Linked DNA regions of Mus musculus: regions 1, 2, 3, 4, 5 and 6 are each linked to region 7. Evidence: chromatin contacts called from public Hi-C and promoter capture Hi-C data. All regions are on one chromosome and are shown on one strand. The core of a region is the stretch at or near the end of the contact, and the rest is flanking DNA. Distances in the headings are between cores, read along the strand shown. Region 1 holds the start of Evi2b (ecotropic viral integration site 2b). Region 2 holds the start of Rab11fip4 (RAB11 family interacting protein 4 (class II)). Region 3 overlaps Nf1 (neurofibromin 1). Region 4 holds the start of Utp6 (UTP6 small subunit processome component). Region 5 overlaps Rab11fip4 (RAB11 family interacting protein 4 (class II)). Region 6 holds the start of Rab11fip4os1 (RAB11 family interacting protein 4 (class II), opposite strand 1). Region 7 holds the start of Lgals9 (lectin, galactose binding, soluble 9).

What was found. Promoter capture Hi-C pulls out the DNA fragments that hold promoters and counts their contacts. Hi-C and Micro-C count contacts between places; a contact is called where the count stands out from the background. Capture Hi-C pulls out chosen DNA fragments and counts their contacts.
Region 1: a contact with region 7 is called in a promoter capture Hi-C map of pre-B cells, with 6 times the contacts expected there. The contact joins the promoter of Evi2b here to the promoter of Lgals9 in region 7. A contact is called at or near these places in 11 of 39 promoter capture datasets (the 3T3-L1 cell line, the C10 cell line, the HPC-7 cell line and 6 more), 2 of 115 datasets of contacts at active chromatin or transcription factors (large pre-B cells and memory CD8 T cells) and 3 of 9 other capture datasets (adipose tissue, embryonic stem cells and macrophages).
Region 2: a contact with region 7 is called in a promoter capture Hi-C map of pancreatic islet. The contact joins the promoter of Rab11fip4 here to the promoter of Lgals9 in region 7. A contact is called at or near these places in 1 of 39 promoter capture datasets (cranial neural crest) and 2 of 9 other capture datasets (embryonic stem cells and pancreatic islet).
Region 3: a contact with region 7 is called in a promoter capture Hi-C map of the HPC-7 cell line, with 4 times the contacts expected there. The contact joins the enhancer-like site here to the promoter of Lgals9 in region 7. A contact is called at or near these places in 6 of 39 promoter capture datasets (the 3T3-L1 cell line, the HPC-7 cell line, HPC-7-derived erythroid cells and 3 more) and 2 of 9 other capture datasets (embryonic stem cells and macrophages).
Region 4: a promoter capture Hi-C map of liver shows a contact between it and region 7, with 2.9 times the contacts expected there. The contact joins the promoter of Utp6 here to the promoter of Lgals9 in region 7. A contact is called at or near these places in 8 of 39 promoter capture datasets (the C10 cell line, embryonic stem cells, hematopoietic stem and progenitor cells and 4 more), 2 of 115 datasets of contacts at active chromatin or transcription factors (large pre-B cells and microglia) and 1 of 9 other capture datasets (adipose tissue).
Region 5: a Hi-C map of liver shows a contact between it and region 7, with 2.4 times the contacts expected there. The contact joins the enhancer-like site here to the promoter of Lgals9 in region 7. A contact is called at or near these places in 3 of 39 promoter capture datasets (liver and neutrophils), 1 of 484 Hi-C or Micro-C datasets (liver) and 3 of 115 datasets of contacts at active chromatin or transcription factors (acute myeloid leukemia, embryonic stem cells and memory CD8 T cells).
Region 6: a contact with region 7 is called in a promoter capture Hi-C map of pre-B cells, with 5 times the contacts expected there. The contact joins the promoter of Rab11fip4os1 here to the promoter of Lgals9 in region 7. A contact is called at or near these places in 4 of 39 promoter capture datasets (frontonasal cranial neural crest, hippocampal neurons, neutrophils and 1 more) and 3 of 115 datasets of contacts at active chromatin or transcription factors (embryonic stem cells, memory CD8 T cells and pancreatic cancer cells).

What each region holds. Positions count from the first base shown.
Region 1 is chr11:79,522,348-79,525,047 of GRCm38.p6, reverse strand. It overlaps Evi2b (ecotropic viral integration site 2b), which reads left to right and starts at 1,286. Exons shown (of 2, transcript NM_001077496.1): 1 at 1,286-1,436. The region is part of intron 36 of Nf1 (neurofibromin 1); the gene reads right to left. Evi2 (ecotropic viral integration site 2) reads left to right here. Exons shown (of 4, transcript NM_146023.4): 3 at 1,313-1,436.
Region 2 is chr11:79,589,906-79,592,605 of GRCm38.p6, reverse strand. Rab11fip4 (RAB11 family interacting protein 4 (class II)) reads right to left here and starts at 1,394. Exons shown (of 15, transcript NM_175543.3): 1 at 1,172-1,394. The coding sequence starts at 1,330.
Region 3 is chr11:79,572,648-79,575,347 of GRCm38.p6, reverse strand. All of the region lies in intron 57 of Nf1 (neurofibromin 1), which reads right to left. Among named protein-coding and RNA genes, the nearest start is that of Rab11fip4, 17 kb to the left of the region's middle. Within about 2 kb of position 1,302, at least 28 of the 459 cell types and tissues checked have an H3K27ac peak or open chromatin away from gene starts, as enhancers often do. A contact at or near this core is called in the HPC-7 cell line, where this site is marked.
Region 4 is chr11:79,961,135-79,963,834 of GRCm38.p6, reverse strand. Utp6 (UTP6 small subunit processome component) reads left to right here and starts at 1,448. Exons shown (of 19, transcript NM_144826.3): 1 at 1,448-1,617. The coding sequence starts at 1,526.
Region 5 is chr11:79,659,251-79,661,950 of GRCm38.p6, reverse strand. All of the region lies in intron 3 of Rab11fip4 (RAB11 family interacting protein 4 (class II)), which reads right to left. Among named protein-coding and RNA genes, the nearest start is that of Gm30718, 14 kb to the right of the region's middle. Within about 2 kb of position 1,445, at least 205 of the 459 cell types and tissues checked have an H3K27ac peak or open chromatin away from gene starts, as enhancers often do. A contact at or near this core is called in acute myeloid leukemia, liver and memory CD8 T cells, where this site is marked.
Region 6 is chr11:79,621,750-79,624,449 of GRCm38.p6, reverse strand. Rab11fip4os1 (RAB11 family interacting protein 4 (class II), opposite strand 1) reads left to right here and starts at 1,287. Exons shown (of 3, transcript NR_003283.1): 1 at 1,287-1,550. The region is part of intron 3 of Rab11fip4 (RAB11 family interacting protein 4 (class II)); the gene reads right to left.
Region 7 is chr11:78,983,540-78,986,239 of GRCm38.p6, reverse strand. It overlaps Lgals9 (lectin, galactose binding, soluble 9), which reads left to right and starts at 1,316. Exons shown (of 10, transcript NM_001159301.1): 1 at 1,316-1,462. The coding sequence starts at 1,424.

The sequences.
Region 1 (2,700 bases), core at 37-2,536, 540 kb before region 7:
TGCTGGGACTTGAACCCAGGACCTTCTGATGAGCAGTCAGTGCTCTTAACTGCTGAGCCATCTCTGCAGCCCGATGGTGTTACCCTTGACCATCACATTTACCTCTGTCAACTCTGTTACTTCAAATTCTGGGTTACATCTTTAAATGAACTGTGTGTTGAGAGGCACATGAAATCAAATTATTTTCTTTCTATCTTTTTTAATGTGTATGGGTATTTTGCTTGCATATGTGTCTATGCACTACATATGTGTCTGGTGCCCACAGAGGCAAGAAGAGAGCACCAGATCCTCTCTAGGACTGGAGTTACAGATGGTTGTGAGCTTCCATGTGGGTGCTGGGAGCTGAACTTGGTTGTTTGGAAGAACAGTCAGTGCTCTTAACTGCTGATACAAATTTTCTCATGAATTTACTACTAGTTTTAAAAAAAAGTTCCTCTCCCTAAATGTTTAGTAAATCATAACCAGATAAAGCAAAGTGTCGATAAAATGAAAATTAAAGCACAGAGGGCAAGCAGACTTTCCCCTTTCACTTTTACTCTCCAGAGCATCATGAATGTCTTTCTTTCTCTCACATCTCTTCTGGCTGCTCTGCCCTAGTCCTTTTGTGGTTATAAGGTCTGGGGGTGGAGTGAGGGGTTTTGTTTGTTCTGTAATTCAGGCTGGCCTCAAAGTCACTGTGTGTGATGATCTCCAACACACCAGAGAGCCTCCTGCTCTGCCTCTAAAATGCTGAGATTACAGGCATGCATCATTATGCCAGGCTCTGCTTGTCTTCTTCAAGGGTAAAACAGACCTGATTGGAAATGACTTCAGACAGTTGCTCCCATTTTCTGCAATCAAAGATGAAGTTGGGTGGCAGACACAGAATAATTCAGTTATCCTCATGGAGTCAATTTAAGCTACCGATGAAGGAGTAACACTCACATGCACGGCTCACCTGCCATGGGAGGTGTCATCTTACCCAGTGCTCACAATGTTCCAAAACAGTAGGTTTTTAGAGGAGGAAATGGTGAGTGAGAAGGCACTGACTTGCCTGAGACCTACACAACATTCATTTCTTCTAATAAGAAATATCCCTCAGAATTTACCTCAGAATAGATAATTTCTCAGGCAAGACTCCGTCCTAAATTTTTAGATTATGGATCCCCATGCCTGGAGAGTCAGGGATCAGTTACAAACATCAGCTACAAGCACTTAAAGTTATATAGATTGTGTTTCAAAATACGCTCTGGTGAAGGAGCAAACTCTTAGTCATTCTGTGGCATATTGCACTTCCTGTAACGGCTACTGATAAACTTCCTCTGCTGCACAGAAGCCGTCTCAGTGCGCTGGAGACCACCGTTAATCCGCACTGAAACACCCCTTTGCTCTCTCAGCCAAATCACCAACATGTCCTGTTAGAACAAGAATTTACATTCTGCGAAAGAAGTTCACAGGTAAGCACACCTGGACACAGGCCCTCTGATTTCTGATTTCAGTTTTGCTTATTTATTTTAAAAACTAAAACAGTATTAGTGTTTCATACTTAGTTGAATTCAGCTCTCAACAGTTTAAAGATGTCTACAGAAAGTTTCTGTGGTCCTGCTGTGCAGAATTTTATAAATTTATACTCAGGGTTGATACTGTCTGAAAGATTTTTATCAAGATTTTAATATTATCAGCCCTTTGAAGTTTACTCAGTCAAAATATTTGTTAAATCACTTTAATAATTTTAAGTAAGGCAAGAGTTAAAAATAAAATTAAATTCTACAGGCTTTGACTAAATTTACAATCTCTAAAATATTGTTTAAAAAATTCTCAAGCTGGGGCAGAGCCTGCCCCACATGTATAAGGCCTGGGGTTTGGCCTGGCATTGTAAACAGAGAGGGGACAGAGTCTAAGTTACTTTCTACACAGACTGTCTATTCCTATAGATTTAGATTATCTCATCAGTATTTTCCCCACTATTTAGAAAGAAAAAAAAAAAAAAAGTCAGTGCTTTTACATGCAGCCCAGGCCGGCTTCTAACTCAGATCTTTCTGTCTCCAACACACAAGTTACTAGGATTAAAAGCATTCACTACCATTACTGGCATAAATTATTTTTGTCTAACACTTTAGTTTATAAACCATCAATGGTCACCTTCGTTTTAACTTAAAGAGAAATTAAATTAGATGTCATTTTTGTATAAAATAAATTTTATATTTAAGTAATAATTATGACATATATTATGTCATTTTAAAAGTTCCATAAGGCCGGACATGGTGGCGCATGCCTTTAATCCCAGCACTCAGGAGGCAGAGGCAGGTGGATTTCTGAGTTCGAGGCCAGCCTGGTCTACAAAGTGAGTTCCAGGACAGTCAGAGCTATACAGAAAAACCCTGTCTCGAAAAAACCAAAAAAAAAAAAAAAAAATAAGGTAAAAGTTCCATAAGGAAAAAATATTATGATAAAGTGGGTATGTGCATATTCACATGTGTGCTTATGCCACATACTCTGAGCTGACCTGTTAGTGAAGAATATGAACAGAAAGAAACATTCACAGAAAGAACGTTTTGTAAAAACTTGTTGGTATATACAAAAGATACTTGCCTTGTGACTAAATGGAACAATTACATAAAATAAATAAAAATGCACTGAGCTTCCAAAGACCTGCAATCCCAAAGAAAAATAATTTGGAAGTGGGTTAGGTCCTATTTTAACACTTTATCAACATAACTT
Region 2 (2,700 bases), core at 145-2,644, 610 kb before region 7:
GCCAGCCCTCTGCCAGAGGCCCCAGTGGGGGCCATCCCCATGCCTGAGGTTTTCTGATTCTGGATCCCAGGTTTCCGCCCAAAGCAAGGAGAATTCTCCACACCAGCAGCCTGTAGCCTCCTGGGCTGCTCAGCCTGCTCAGGTAGAAGGTATTGGCCAAGAAGTGGGACGCTGGCATCCTCTGTAGAAGAAAGGCTGAGGTAGCAGCAGGAGATGCTCCCGAGCAAACCAGAGAGGAGATAAAGGACTTTAAGGAGAACTGCAGTAGTAAGCTGTCTGAGACTGGGGACCAGAGTCCTCACACCTGACACCTGCCTCCCTCCTCCACCTCCTGCTCTCGGGGATTTCCAGGTTCTGGCGAGTGCCCAGCCACCTAGAAAGGGGTTGTCATCACCTCCCACTTGCCATCCAGTACAGCAGTTGAAACCAAGGCCCAGAGGGTCTCAGATGACCTTAGAAACCCAAAGTTCAACCAGGTCTTTTGAATCCAGAGACGCTCAACACTGCAGGGTTTCATTAACACGGTGTCCTGCCCTTCTCTCAGACACGGATACTAGCCCCTGTGAGGATGGCAGGAGGACACTAGCCCAACGCATAGGTATTCGTTACACACTGGCAGTTCAGACCCTGCCATTTCACATTGGCTGACAGTACCCACAATTCTGCTCTCTGCCACCCATGCGGCCCAACACCAACACCAGAGGCTCAGCTAACCACTCCCGGCTTGGTCCTGCTTGGCCCTCTGCAGCCAGCACAGTCTGCTGCCAGCTAGGCCTGCCCATTTAGCTTGAGTGGAAGGTCACCAGGAACTGGACCAGAATCCAGGGTGGCCCGGAGCAGACATCCCTTCTTTTCTAGGTTGGGTAGGTACAGCTAAGGACCAGAGACTGCAGAACATCCCTGCTTATCCCTGTCACCCGTAGGCCTGGCACGGTGCACACATAGCCCTGTGACTTGGTTGTGTGTGGGAGGGGGTGCTCAGAGACTGGATTTTAAGGGCACCTCTTCCCCTCCCCAAACATCAAGGGGGATTGGAGACAGACCAGGGGGAACGGCAGGTGGGCCGGCCGGCCACCGCGGGCATGCCATGTGATCCACAGAGAGGCCCGGAATGTGACTGCGCGGGGTCCCTGCGGTTTCCCCGGCCCGGGGACGCGCCCGAGCTCCTTACCTCCTCTCCTTGCCCGAAGCGCAGGCCGAGCGCCGCGACGCGCTCCACGCGTAGAAAGCCGTCGGGGTCGCGGCCGCACACCTCGAACACTTCGCGCAGGCGGCGCACGGAGCGCAGCAGAGCCGCGGGGGCGCCCGCCCAGCCCGCGCCACCCGCCATCCGCGCCGCCGGCAGCTAGCCCAAGCCCCGCGCTGCCGCCTTCGCCATCGCGCTCGCACCGCCCGGGTCTGCGGCGCGCAGCCTCCGCCCGCGGCGGCCGCTCGTGTCAGCCGCTCGTGTCTGCCGCGCGCCGCGGGCCCGCGTGGGGGCGGGGCGGGGCGGGGCTGCAGACAAAAGGACCCGAGCCTCCCCAGGCTCCGCCCCTCCTAGACCTGAGCTGGAGTTGGGGGGTGGGGGGTGGTTGGAACTCAGCGCGGCCCGTGCACCCCGCGGCTAGCCAGTGTGCACCGGCCGCGTCCTTTGTCAGCGCTGGGTGTTGCAGGTGTTCCTTGCCTAGTATTCGATTGCTGCTTTCGCTTCCCTGGAAGCGGAGACCCCTGAGAAGCCGTTCCGCTTGTTGAAGGAAAGGGATGGGCGCAGTGTGGAGGAGCAGGGAACCTTAGAATGGTGGCGGGTGGAGGGGACTAGAAGTGGTGGTGGGAGGAAGTGTCTTCCATTAGGCTTAGTGTCAACAGGGCCCAGAAACACCGGTGGCTTGGGAACCCGTAGCTCCTGTCCTCTCTTATTTTGCTGGCAGCCTCTCAGAGCTCGGGACTCCATCCTGGGTGTGGACGACCCAACCAATTTTGCCTTCTCCTAGTGAAGTTCAACTGAGCAGAGGTCAAGCCTAGTCTCCCGTCTACCCATCAACCTTGTTCAGCACAACAGACCACTTAGGAGTGGTTGCGCCCAACTCAAGCACAGACCTTGCCTGAGCCCCCAGATATGCGCAGGCTTCTTCCTCAGTCTGTCTCACCTCAGTTCTGAGCCCTTCTTCCAAATCCCCATGCATTTCTAAAACTTTGCTAGGGTGTGCATGGTGGGAAACTCTAAGGGTTATGCTATGTCTTAGTGTCCTCATGTTTTTGATCTCTGGTCAAGTGTGAGCCCAGAGCAATTCAGTGGTGTGAACAGGGAGTGCAGGGGACTTGTACCCAGTTTGGCACAAGGACCACACAGGGCCTCCCTCTCTGAGCCTCCAATTCCATTCTGGTCTTCAGGATGAGTCTTAAATATGGATGTCCTGAGTGGCGACTGCTTAGTCTCCCCTGGAGTCAGGACTCCAAGGGTGAGCCAGGCTGTCCCCCCATTTGATGCTTTACTCTTCCAGAGGTCCAATCTCCCTGGGAAGAAAGCCTTGTGGCTTTAAGGATCAGAGTCTACCGTGTTCATGGAGTCAACCACTAGAGAGGGGAGGTGTACCGTCCTGAAAAGTGATTTTTGTTTTTGTTTTTGTTTTTCTTTTCTTGGTAGGTGGATGCCTCTCTGTGAGGTACTAACACATGAATGAATGAATGAATGAATGAATGAATGATAAATGGAAAGCAGGT
Region 3 (2,700 bases), core at 53-2,552, 590 kb before region 7:
AAGATACTAACACACGTAAGGAAATACCTGAGTAGTCTGGGAGAACTTAGATGTCATCACCTATATAGGAGCCCACTTGGGTTCAAACTGCATTGCTCACTTCCCTACAAACAGCAGAGCAAACCTGTTGGAAAACGTTTCTCCGTATGAGCTGGCAAGCACGCTGAAGGATAAAGCTTATGCTCTGCTTTTTTCAGCAGAGAATGAACCCAGGGCCTTGTGTATACACACAGCACTCCACCACTGAGCTAGATTCTTAGCCTCAAAGTCTGAGTCCTAATCGGGTGGAGAACTCTCGCTGCCTCTATAATAAGAGTGAAAGATCTGGGTGCTGAAGCTGGAACCCCCAGCTGCTTGCCCTCCACTAAGCCACTGGATGCTGACTCTCGCCTCTGCGCAGTCCGAGGGTTAAGGGTACACTGCCTACCTTACAGGGCTGCTAAGAAGTTGGGTAACAATCTATATGAAGAACTTTTCTGAATTGCACAGATAAAATAATCTTTTAAAAATAGACTAAGATGTTTCTAATACCTCGAATAAAAGAGATTAAATAATAAGCAAATGGAGTTTTAGGACAAATGTATAGGACTTCAATTTAATGCTGGAATTTGTAAAATTACTGGAGCGGAGCTAATGTAAAGAACACAAAACGTCTTAAAAAGAAGCCAAGTGTGAGAGCTTTGGCGATGTTTATGCTGTGGAAAAAGCGTCTGTGGAGAGATGGATGGCAAGGGTGTATTTAGCGGCCCTTGTATGACTGGACACACAGACTCGGCACTGCGGGAATCCAAGAATGGATGGGCTTCTCCTGCTGCCCCACTGCTTCCTCATCTCTCTGCAGCAATACAAAGATTACAAGACGCCAACAGGTCCTCTCTGAATCAGGCAGCAGTGTGCTGCTACATGTCTGCTTAGTGCTGACAGTCAGTTAAGGACACTTTCTTTACAGCATGAGTCAGAACAGTTAGTTTTAGGATAGCTTTAGGATGGGTTTGGTTTTATGATGGGGTCAGCTTTATTTTTGGGGGTGGGAGAAACAACTATTTTCTAAGCTAAAATCCCCTCTTCCTCAAAGACCTCGGTCTGCTTCTCTGCTGATGCCCCATAGTGTTTGGTTAACCAAGGACAGGGTAGGTAGAAGTGGCAACTGAACCAAACAGGCCATACTGATTATATAGTTCTGTATGTCCAGAAATGTCACCAAGCAACCACTTTTCAAGTTCCTGTTTTCAAGTACCTGAGCCTTCAACTCAACTTCTAGGGACTGGGGAAGTCTCAAGCTGTGGGCCTAGCTTGAGTTTAGAGGAAGCGATGTTCTGTATAAGGCCACAGTGGGAGAGGCTATATGCAAATTGTTGGCTTAGAGCGTGCAGAGGAGCTTCAGGGGGATGAGGAGAGGACAAAGAAGGGAATGATGTCCAGAGGAGCGAAAAGCAGGGGAAAGCTGTTAGACACTTGCTACCTTCCCTGGTTTGCAGAAGGAAGCTGGCTTTATTTATGGGATTCTAACCAGTAATTTCCTAGGAATAATCTGTAAATAAGCAGAAGTTACTGACTCTTCTAAGCACACCATGAGAAGTATCACAAAGCATTAAAATAAGTCACTTGAGTACACTGCACCATCCTTAATACCCTGAGAGCCTCAGAGGCAGGTAAGGCCTCAAACAGACCTGCTGGTGTGAATATATGCACTTTTTTCTTTTCTTTTGAGACAGTCTCATAATATAGCCCAGGCAGGTCTGGAACTCATTATGTAGCTGAAGATGACTCTGTGTGTGTGTGTGTTCATGCATGAGTTTAAGTGTGGCTATCAAAAGACAACTCTTGAGGTCGGTTCACACTTGGCAACAGAACTGCATACAAACATCTCTATCCAGTTAGTCCTTTCACTGGCTCCAATTTTGGTTATTTTCTACAAAGCAATACAGTATAAATTCTATGTTTAAGAAAAAAAAGGGGGAGGAGGCTGGTGAGATGGCTCAGTGGGTAAGAGCACCTGACTGCTCTTCCGAAGGTCCAAAGTTCAAATCCCAGCAACCACATGGTGGCTCACAACCATCCATTACAAGATCTGACTCCCTCTTCTGGAGTGTCTGATGACAGCTACAGTGTACTTACATATAATAATAAATAAATCTTTAAAAAAAAAAAGAACTGTCTTAGAATGTGTTAAATACTACTAAATAAGTAAGAAATAACTTTCACTTAAAACTCAATTCTAACACCCACAGGCACAAACTATCAGTCCCTGTATTGAAGGCATCTTTCATCTTTAAGTGTGTGAAAGTAGGGCCTAAAGAGATGGCTCAGAGGTTTAGGTCACTGGCTGCTCTCTCAGAGGACCTGGGTTCAATTTCCAGCATCCACATGGCAGTTCCCAACTATCTGTAACTTCAACTACAGAGGATCTGGTGCCCTTTTCCGGCCTCCTCGGGAAATGCATGTACAGAAGCATAGACACAGGTAAATTATTCACGCACCTTAAAAAAAAAGTAAAAGAAAACTTTTTCTCCCTCCCGAGTCAGGGTTTCTCTGTGTAGCCCTGGATGTCCTAGAACTGCTCTGTGGACCAGGCTGCCCTGGAACTCAGACAAATCCACCTTCCTCTGGCTCTCAAGTACTGGGATTAACGGCATGTACAACCACTGCCTGGCTAAGAAAAGTCTTTAAATTTGTGAAAGTGCCTATACACTCACAAAC
Region 4 (2,700 bases), core at 199-2,698, 980 kb before region 7:
AAAAAAAAAAAACAACAAAGAACTGTAGTTAGCTCATTACTCTCTGTCAAATTTGTCTGGAAAGGAAGGATTACAATCTGTCAGGCTTGTTGACTTCCTTGAACTTAAAGAAACGTTATAAATGCCTTACACTTGCGCATTTATTTGTTGATTTTTTTTTTTATTATTACAAGCTTCCTGCCCACACTGGACTTGCTGTTCACAGTCATCCCCATTCTGACTAATAACAACAAGTCCTGCGTTACTATTACAAGGAAACTGCATCTTTAATTTACATACATGATTTCCTTCCATGTCTCAGATCTTAGATCTGAAAGGGCTGGGAAGTGATGAAGCTCACATTGACCTTTGTGTCAGTTCTGAGGCCAGTGGGACAAGATGTGAAACAGAAAGGGAAGGAAAGCAAGGAGCTGGGTGGCTCTGGGTGACTATGAAGTCTAGTTCCCTCTCATAAATCACGTAGAAGACCGGGGTAACGACGTGAGTGTTCTAATAACAGGTCTAGCAAGAAGCCCTGCTTTGGCTTTTTATCATCTTCCAGAACTTAACAGAGAAGGGAACCACAGATTTTTTTTTTAAGGTGGTAGTAATTATACAGCAATGTTGCTTCCAAGGTGGATCTCTTAGAAACACTAATTTGCTTGGACAATGTTGTAAGGAAGATCTGTGTAAATATTGATCTATTTCACCAACTTTCAAACTTTTCATTGTTTTCTAAAACAAATGACAGTTTCTGCTATTTATCCAGTGCCTAAAATTTTGAAGTATTTTGTCTACATAGGTCAAGATATTTATTTTTAATTTAAAAACCGTGTGTGTATTCACGTGGGCGGGCACACGCGCCATAGAACGCGTGTTGAGATCAGAGGATAATTTGCAGGAGTCAGTGCTCTCCTTCTACCGAATTTAGGTTGCCAGGCTAGGTAGCACGATGGCCCTAATTATTTAAATAATACATTTTTTCTCACCATTTTAAAAAGAACCAACCATTCAGAGGCTTTCATTGGGACGTGAAAATGCACGGTTACCATACTGGTTTCGTGAAGCCAGCCGACTAAGACCAGGGCAGCTGGTCCGCAGCCTTAGAGCCTCATCGAATTTGCATAATTAACAATATCGTCTTCAGTTACATTTTTTAGTTTTCAGTGTTCTCGGTGACGAGAAGCGAGAACCTGCGACAGGAGCATGATAAAAACAAATGACTTCCAGGTAGCGTACTTAAAGCTCCTATCAGGTATTCCGGGAGGAGCTTTTTCCGGTCTCCGAGGCGCGAGGATTTAGCCCCGCCCCCAGCCCCGCCCCCGCAAAAGATGCATTCCCAGACCGGAAAAGGTTCTTGCTGCAATCCTATAGTCAACCACAGGGAGGCGACAGCGGCTTCGCTAGAAAAGAGGGGCTCCCCAATGGCGGAAGCGGAAAAGGCGGGACTTACGAAGCACGTTCAGTCAATCACTAAGAGTGAGGCTGAAAGGTGGCTGTTCTCTACGCTTATCGGCCGCCCGGCTGCTTGTGAAGTTCCAGCCTCATGGCGGAGATAATTCAGGAACGTATAGAAGATCGAATCCCGGAGTTGGAACAGCTGGAGCGCATCGGACTCTTCAGTCACGCGGAGATTAAGTGAGAGAGGATCAGGGAAGAGGAAGGAGCGGGGAGGCCGGAGGGGAGCTTGAGGCCAGTGTGTGGCGGGGACCGGCGTGCTGACTTTTCTGAGTTTGTTTGTAGCTACCATGCTAGCAGAGGGAAAAGTCCGTGGCTGGAATTTGACCACGGTCAGAATTCAACTTTAACGTATTGCAATGCGATCCATAATCAGTCCGTTTACCCTTCCTACTGACCGTCATCCAATGGTCAGGGTCTTGCGGCCGTAAAGGTGATCCAGCCAGGATCCTAGCCCGTCAAGGATACTGGGCAGTGTGAATGGCGGGAGAATTCCGATTAGAAAATGGTTATAGTTTAAAAGTTTGGGGTATACAGCTTTAGATAGTCGAGTACAGCGCCACGGAAGCCCAGGGGGAGTGGGTAGGTCTCCCTAACTAAACTTATAGACTGAAGACCATTCAATTCATTTCCTATGCTTCTTTAGCGCTCTGCCACAGGGCACGGAATATAGTTGGCATTTGGTAATTTGGTAAAATCAGTTACTTTTAGTGATTTTCTGTAACAGTTTACTTTTCTATGACTCTAGATAAAAGTGCAGTAGTAGTGTGAGTGTAGGATCCGCAAAGAAAAACGTTAGGAAACACCGCGAGGACGCTTAGAAAGTGCTAAATGTTGCCCGGAGTCAGGGCACCGGCCTTCAATCCCAGGACTTGGGAGGCAGAGGTGGGCGGATCCCTGTGAGTGCTACCTGTCTGGAAAAACAAGGGGGGCGCGGTGCTAAATGTGTTACCATTCTTAAATATTGTCTTGAGTATTCTGTTTTTCTTAGAACACATGTATGCTCACTCCTTTGTCGTAATATTTAGTTAGAGACAATTTAGGTTTTAAGAATTTACATGCTGAAAATAGACCCAAGATTTTAGGATAGAGATTTGGTTAACAAAAACCTAAGCATTGAAGCTAAGAGCATTGCAGAGTGCTTGCTTAGCATGCCAACGCCTTGAGTTTGATTCTAGAGAATGTATACATACACACACACACACACACACACACACCCCAAGACAAGCCCCTAAGTAGCCTAAATTTGGAGGAGAAATCTTT
Region 5 (2,700 bases), core at 196-2,695, 680 kb before region 7:
CAGAAGCTGGGGCTGAACCGTGAGATCTCAGCTAGTGAAGGTGGGTGGAGGAGCTAGCAGTGGTCTTTTGCAGTCGTAAAACCCTCCCCACTGAGACTCCTTTCCCTAGCAATAACAGACACCATCTTTCACCAGGGAAGGGCCCTGGAAATTGCCCCAGGGAATGTGGGAACCCAAGCAATTATCACCTGCCTCTTGCTCTGGGAAGGGAGACAGAGGCTTGGAGAGCATCAGGAACCAGTGCAAAGTGGGGCCCAATCCAAAATGACTAGAGCAGCAAGCACGGAGGCAGGACCTCTGACCCCTCTGCTACTTTAGGGGGAGGGGGCAGGGGTGCTATAAATCAGCCAGTAGAAAACTGGTGAGTCCTTAAGAGTTCAGCAACGAATCATTTCTAGCTCTTTTGGGGAAAGCAAGACCAGAAGTGGGAGATGGAGAGGTGACGGAATGCTGTCTAGGGCTGTATTGGTACCACGTTTACAGAGGCTTCGATGCTAGGCCCTGGGAAACACTTGTCGCAACGGAGAAGCAACTATGTCAACAACTTACATTGAGGTGGACTGTGGGCTCTTACGGGACTCAAGGGCATAGGCTGGTGGCCTGCGCACACCTCCACCCATAGGAGCATCTTGCTGAGGGGAAGCAGGACCTGTCTCAAATCCCTACACTACTAGGCTGGTTCTGTCTTCTAACCCTTCAGATGCCCCGTGAGAGGGGAAAAGCAGGAAACTGGCTTCATGCAGCAGCCATCACCTATGGAAACAACTTCACCACTTACAGCTCCCTAGGGAAGCAGCCCAGCTAAGAGCAGGACACTGATGGGGGCTGACAAGCTCTCTTCCCATTTCCACCAGATTCCCCCTAAAACACTTCTGGAACAGCGCCACAGGGATCGCGGGCACCCTCCTCGGGCACCAAGTTGGTTCCGCTCACGCTCGCACCTGGGCGCTGGCCGAAGGCCCGGAGCAAGCAGAGGGGTCAGTGGTTTTGCGAAGGTACTCTGATCTCCCTGGCCAGCACAGGGAGGGTAGAGGCGAATCCACCAACTTCCCACTCCTGGTGCAAGCTAGGTGCGTCCCGCGGTCGCCGCTTACCTGGCATCCGGGAGCCGGCGGGGAGCGCATCCCCCGACCGGCTGCAGGTCGGGCCGCTGTAGATGAACAAGAAGCCAGCGGCTGGTCGAGTCGGGTCCGGCGGGGTACACGGGGACGAAGCCAGCACCGTGCTCAGAAAACAATCCGGGAGGCGCGCTGCTCCGCACCAGTTGAAGCCGCCGGTCCCGCCCCCGCCCGCACCCGTTGCCGGGAGACCCGCGTGGGCCGAAGGGGCTCTTTGTATCAAAGCTGCCGTGACATCACGAGGCGCCCAAGCTCCCCGGGCTCCGGCGGCCGGGCCTCGCACAGGGGGCGGGTCCTGAGGCTCGGAGGCCTGGGAACCCGAGCCGAGGGGGCGGGGCCCAGGTAGCCCCGCCCACCCAAGGTAAGGGGCAGGTGGCGGAGGCGGTGGCCGCCAATGGCCACACGGTCGGCGCCTCGGTGGGTGGAGCTTGTCTGAGCGTGCAGTTTACTGCCAGCAGGTCAAACACTAGAGTTTGGATGAAATTCTCCGGCCATCTCAATGCTATGTCCCTGTTTGATGTCCTCAAACTTAATATCTCAGTGCTGCGAGACTCCGGCAGCACTGTTCAGCTCAAACTCGCGAACTAAAAGCCTGCCCCAACCCACCACCAGCTGAAATCTGATTTGGAGTCCTACCCACTACTTTGTTTTCTTCACACCAAGCGAAAGCTATCCATAGCTAGCCCAGCACCAAGACACAAGTGGCAAGTATACAAGAAACAAGTACCAAGATAAGAACTAGAGAACTCAACAAAGAAAGATTTCCATCAGAAACACCGTCTCCCTCTCAGGCTTTCACACCATTCAGGATTTAAACATGGCCGAAATGTTTAGAATTCAAGCAAGACAGCAAACGCTAGGACCAGTTTCCCTTCATTTTGGTAGTGTTTTACATAACTCGGGAAAAGCCTGATTACCTTCCTGACTGGCCTCAAGCCACGTTCTCATGTTCTTCATACACTACACACTGACACAAATACTTGGGTATACTTAGAATGGGCAAGGTGGCTTCACATCACACACACACACAGACACACACACACACTCATATACACACATACTCACACTCATACAGACTCATACTCATACACATACATACTCACACACACACACACACACCTACCTCTGCTGCTCTCTAGCTCAGCATTTTTCAACCTTTGGGCTGCAACCCCTTTGGAGTTGGAAGACCCTTTCACGGTGGTCGCATTTCAGATATTTATATTACAATTCATAACAGTAGCAAAATTACAGTTATGAAGTAGCAATAAAAATAACGTTATGGTTGGGGGTCACCACAGCACGATGACCTGTATGTTAAAGGGTCACAATATCAAGAAGACTGAGAACCACTACTCTGGCCCTTTGCTCTCAACCTCTTTCTCACCCGCTGTGTGTGAGCAATAAATTTCCAACTACCTCTCTGCTTACCTGGTCAAAGCCCACTAGAGTTGCAGCTTTGCTTGGACAGCCTTAGCTAGAGGGGACCTCCACGTAAGGTCTGTGAGAGTGGTGAATCCCATCTTGTAAGGCCTTCTCTGAATTTATGTCTTGTAGTTTCTACACAACCTTTGGAACTGCGTAC
Region 6 (2,700 bases), core at 38-2,537, 640 kb before region 7:
GGCCTCAGTGCATCTCTGTTCTCCAACTTCTCACTGCAAGCTTCGTTTTGACATGTCTTTGAAACATTGGACCTCAAGGGTGAAGGGGATGCAGAGACTCGGATGATTGTGGATCCCTGATTTGTCCTTGCATTAAATCAGACCTAGCCTGGCTGGGCAAGTCCTGCTTTTTGGCCAAGAAAACTGAGGTTCTGAGATGTTGAGGGGAACTTGCTGAAGTTGTATGGGTAGTCAGTGGCCTTAGTGAGGTGCGGATCCCATTTTTAAATGACGGTACCGCCTACTCATTCTGCACCCTCCACAAAGGCTGGGCCCAAAAAGAGTCCAGGGCCACTTAGTGTCAGCCCCACATTGGGGGTTCTCTGTCCCAGGTCTGGTTCCATTGGTCCTGAATGCATTCATGGACCGGACACAGTAAAACAGTTCTGGAGCCCTCAGCGCTGGCCTTACACACACTTGGAGCCTGGTTATCCAGGTCTACCCCTAACGGTTCTCAAGCTGAGCACAGTCTGGAACCAGACTTGTACCCTGGCCCCACAGCGGCTGGACGTTTAGTCTCTGTCATCTTCAAATTGTTAGACAAAATTTACAGGTTCCCTTTGTGAGGAGCAGGCATCTGCACTAAGCAGACTGGACAGAAAGAGCCTTGCTCATGACAGTGTCTCGTGCCACTAAGACGGAAACTAAACTGCTATGTGGAAATCAGGAGGGTCTTAGCTGGTACGGTAAGGGAGTCTCCTGCTACCTTAACCCTTTCAAAATAGCAGTTTGATGCTGGCCAATCAGCTTTTTGTTCCTGTTATTCAGTTTCTTTATTCCTGTGATAGCAACACTATGTTTTAAGTTTAAATTACTGTGCTTAAGAGAAATATAAAGCAGAAATGCTTCACCAGGGGGTAGTGCATGCCTTTAATCAGGAGGCAGAGGCAGGGGGATCTCTCTCAGTTTGAGGGCGTTCTGGTCTACAGAGGGAGTTCCAGAACAGTCAGGGCTACACAGAGAAACCCTGTCTCTAAAAAACAAAACAAAACAAAACAAAACAAAACAAAACAAAAGCCTGTAACCTGTAAGGTCCACTTGCTCAAGGACAGATAACTTCCTGAAATGCTGTAGTTTATGTACGATAACAAACCACACATTTTCACTTCTGTAAACAAGCTTGGTTGCCCCAACTGCACAGGATATGCACTTGATCATGGGTAGGCGGAGGAGGTACATAGGCAGGAAGTACGTCAGGATATATGCCTGCCCCTGGTTGGACAAAGGCAGGAAGTTTGTAGCCTCGTGAGTTTTGCCTTTATAAACTCCTGACTAATGGAATTCGGGGGCCATTCTCTGAGCTTGAGTCTCAGGAATGGTCTTGGCCAGTATATTTTTTTAATTAATTTATTTATAATATATACAGCATTCTGCCTACATGTATGCCTGCAAGCCAGAAGACTTCAATATAGATAGTTATGAGCCACCATGTGGTTGCTGGGAATTGAAATCAGGACGTCTGGAGAAATAGCCAATGCTCTTAACCTCTGAGTCATCTCTCCAGCTCCCCGGTCAGTATTTAATAAACCCTGTTGTATTAGAATTAAGTCATCGTCAGATGGTGAATCTCTGAATGACCAGATCCGTTACTGTTCCCACCTTACAAAACCCACTGTCCTGTTCCTGCCCTAGATCTTGTGTTAGTCCTGTTGTCAATGAAGGACTCGAGGAAGAGAGGGAGGGAGGGAGGGAGGGAGGGAGGGAGGGAGGACGAACTTATCTTGGCTCATGGTTTCAGAGTCTCACTGGGATCCATTGCTTGGAGACTGAGGTAAGACAGAGTAACACGGCAGTAGGAATGTGTGGTAGAAGCGTCATACCTCATGGTGGGGAAGGGCAGGGTGGTGGTGGTGGTGGTGGTGAACCTGATCTACCGACTTTTCCCTTTCTTGTCCTTTCATTCCGTCTGACAGGATGGCGGGGCCTGTATATTCAGGGCACATCTCCTTTTAGTTAACCCTCTCTGAAAACACCCTCCCCAACCCACCCTGAATGGCCTTTCCTAATCTTCTAAGTCAGTGTTTCTTACCTGTGGGTTCTGACCCTTTTGGGGACACATATCAGATCCTGTATATCAGGCATTTACATGACAATTCATAACAGTAACACAATTACAGCTATAAAGTAGCAATAAAATGACCTCATGGATGTGAGTGTCACCACAACATGAGGAAAGGGTCCTAGTACTAGGAAGGTTGAGAACCATTGTTGCAAGTATGTCTCAATCTGATCAGGCTCAATTATGAGAACCTAGGTAAATAATCTAACACCAGGATATACTCAGCCCGCATAACTGCAATCTTCAACTGAATTGATACACTTCTGTCTCTTGATAGTGCCTTAGCTTTCTCCGACACGGTCTGTTTGGCCACCCTCAGCATTACCAGACACCTCATATAGCTTCCTCCCTGCCGAAGCCCAGTTGGACACCACCACGCAGAATACTATGGCTCTAGCCTTCTTCCATTTCTCAGGGAGGTGGCCTCAGGATGAGGGACTACCCAGAGCCAGAGGGGTTTTGGAGCTGACTTGGGTGAGAAACCAAAAGAGTCCTCATCCAGCCGGAAGGTTCCCTGGAGACTGTGGATAGTGCAACTTAAACTGTCTCTGTGGTACACAGCTGTGCTTGCAAACAGTCCAATGCATTATAAACAGATCATT
Region 7 (2,700 bases), core at 67-2,566:
CATAACCTAAGCTGCAGGAGCTGGGTTTTGGTTTTGTGTTTTTGTTTAAGGCAGGGAAAGGCTGGTGATGTAGTTCAGTTGGTGGAGTGCATGTCTAGCTCATAGGAAGCCTTAGGTCCTAACCCCGGCACCATCAGGTAGAGGTGAGTCATAGGTATAATCCAAGCACTTGGGAGGTAGAGGCAGGAGGATCAGAAGTTCAAGGTTGGGGCTGGAGAGATGGCTCACTGGTTAAGAGCGCTAATTGCCCGAAAAACAAAAACAAAACAAAACAAAAAACAAAGACAAAAACAAAAAACCAAAAAAAAGAGCACTGACTGTTCTTATGAAGGTCCAAAGTTCAAATCCCAACAACCACATGGTGGCTTACAACCATCTGTAATGACATCTGACATCCTCTACTGGTGTGTCTGAAGACAGCTACAGTGTACTTACATATAAATAAAAAATAAAAATTATTAAAAAAAAGAAGAAGTTCAAGGCCATCCTTGGCTACATACTGGGTTCAAAGCCAGCCTGGTCTACATGAAGAAAAGGAGGAAGTGGGGAGGGAGGAAAGGAGGAGGGAGCAATTATGTATGTTGTAGACTAGGCATGCTGGGAATTCATGATGGGTCATCTCTCCTGGCTTCAAAACTATTTCAAATATTTCCTAGGGTCTCCTCCCTTGTCACTTGGAATATTCTACTGTGTCCAAAGTATGTTTCCTCTTCTTACCCCAAAACAGAGGGACAGAGGGGAGAGACAAGGAGAACAGACAAATTCACAGGCAGATGGCAATGAAGTTCCCAGGGCCCCCACATAGTCCACATTAACAACCTCAGCGGTGGTGTGTTTCTTGCAAAATAGCTCTCCATGGTTAAGCTTTCACACCAGGGAGAGATGCTTCTTGGAAGCCTACAGCATCACAGAGATTTCGGAGTGCCCGTAAGGAGTTGTGTAACCTTGCTCATGCTGCCCCTTGGTCTTTCTGAGCACTGTTTTCTCTGCACATACAAAGGTCTGAGGAAGGTCTTTTCCACGGATGCCCACCCAGAGGACAAATGAAGGCTCAGCTCTGCTAGATGGGGTGAGGAAGCAGGCTCAGAAGCACAGCCACTTCTGGCCGAGGCTGTCGAGGAACGCCTGCTGGCCATGTGACTGGTTCTCTGGGCAGAGCACAGGAAGGGAAAGTCAAGGCAGAGCAGGGAACACCCAGTGTCCACTGGTCCTAGGTCCTCCCACTGAGTCCCACCTCCAGCCCTCCACCCTGACATCAGCTTTCTTTTTCTCTAGACACTTCCCTCAGCCACTGAGCTCCTCCCCTTGAAGAAGTGCCAAATAGCTGTGGTTTCTGTTTCCTAGCTCAGCCCTGCCCTGCGCAGAGTTCTGTCGTCCACCATCGAGTGAGGAAGAGAGCATTGGTTCCCCTGAGATAGAAGAGATGGCTCTCTTCAGTGCCCAGTCTCCATACATTAACCCGGTGAGTTGTGGGATGCAGTTGTGGGGTGATTGAGGAAAAGCTAACGGCCACATCCAGGGGAAGTTGCTCTGGACCTGTGGGGAAACAACGGAGTGGCACAGATAGAGGGTGGGGTGTCCTGCAGACAGCACATAAGGGACAAACATGCCAGGCATGTCAGCTGGGTCATCCTGATGCAGCTCGTGTCTCATGCTAGGCTTGCTGTGCCTCTGAGGACCCAAGGGTGCCACTCACTATGATTTATGAGGTGAATTAACATGTGCCTGTTCCATGCTACCTGGTAGCATCTACAAAGGAAGGAGACGGTTTATATGATGATGTGGATGGGCTTGTTGGGGGTGGGGGGAGGTAGCAGGTAGCAGATATTCACATGACACTTAAAGTGTCTGCCTTAGAGAGGATCTCTGTTCAGCCATTTACAAACTAGGTGATGTCGCACGCGCAGTACTTTCTCCTCTCTGTATCTGTAAAATGGAAATAATACTTAGTCTGTCTCCTGAGGTTAAAACAAGGAGAAAGCAGATAGCACACGTGGGTGTTTAAACAGCACCTGGAACATGGAGGTGTCTTGGGAGTGCACGGGAGGGGAACAGGGAAGCCCTCCCCTCTGTTCTCCAAGGGCCACATCAGAATTCACCCAAGAACACTTCCAGAGTGTGTGCAGACAGGCAAGTAGGGACTGTCTTTTAGTGCAGGGTGCAAAGGGCTGCCTTGGGCTCCTTTTTCCACCCCCTGTCTATAGGTGGTTTTGTTTATACACTAGGAAGCTTAGTAGCCACACTGTAAGTGGAGACACTGAGACTTTGAGAGGTCGAGGCCTTGCCACATGTCCTCAGATGGTGGGTGACAGCGAAGGAAAGTGCTTTTCCCAGAAGAGGGGATGCTCATGGGGAGATGGCAGTAATGGAGACGAAAGTGATGCTCCCAGGAACCTTCTGTAGAGTCGCCGTGTGTGCAGGTGGGAGATAGCAGGGTCTGTAGGTGAGCTGGCTGCCAGAGCCCAGCGTCAGAGCCTGATCTAGCACGGCTCTGGGCTTTGCTTGGGGCTACCAGTGTCCTCAGCCACAGGGTTAAGGCTTCTAACTTGGGACCTGCATGGAAGGTAGATGGGAAAGCTAGAAGGGACTGTCCAGTGTCTCTGTGGGGCCTTCAAGGGCAGGACGTGTCACAGGGGCATGATACACCCACTCTGGTTTCCCACCAGGCAGAGCTGACAACTTGAATTTAGAAAGTAGACT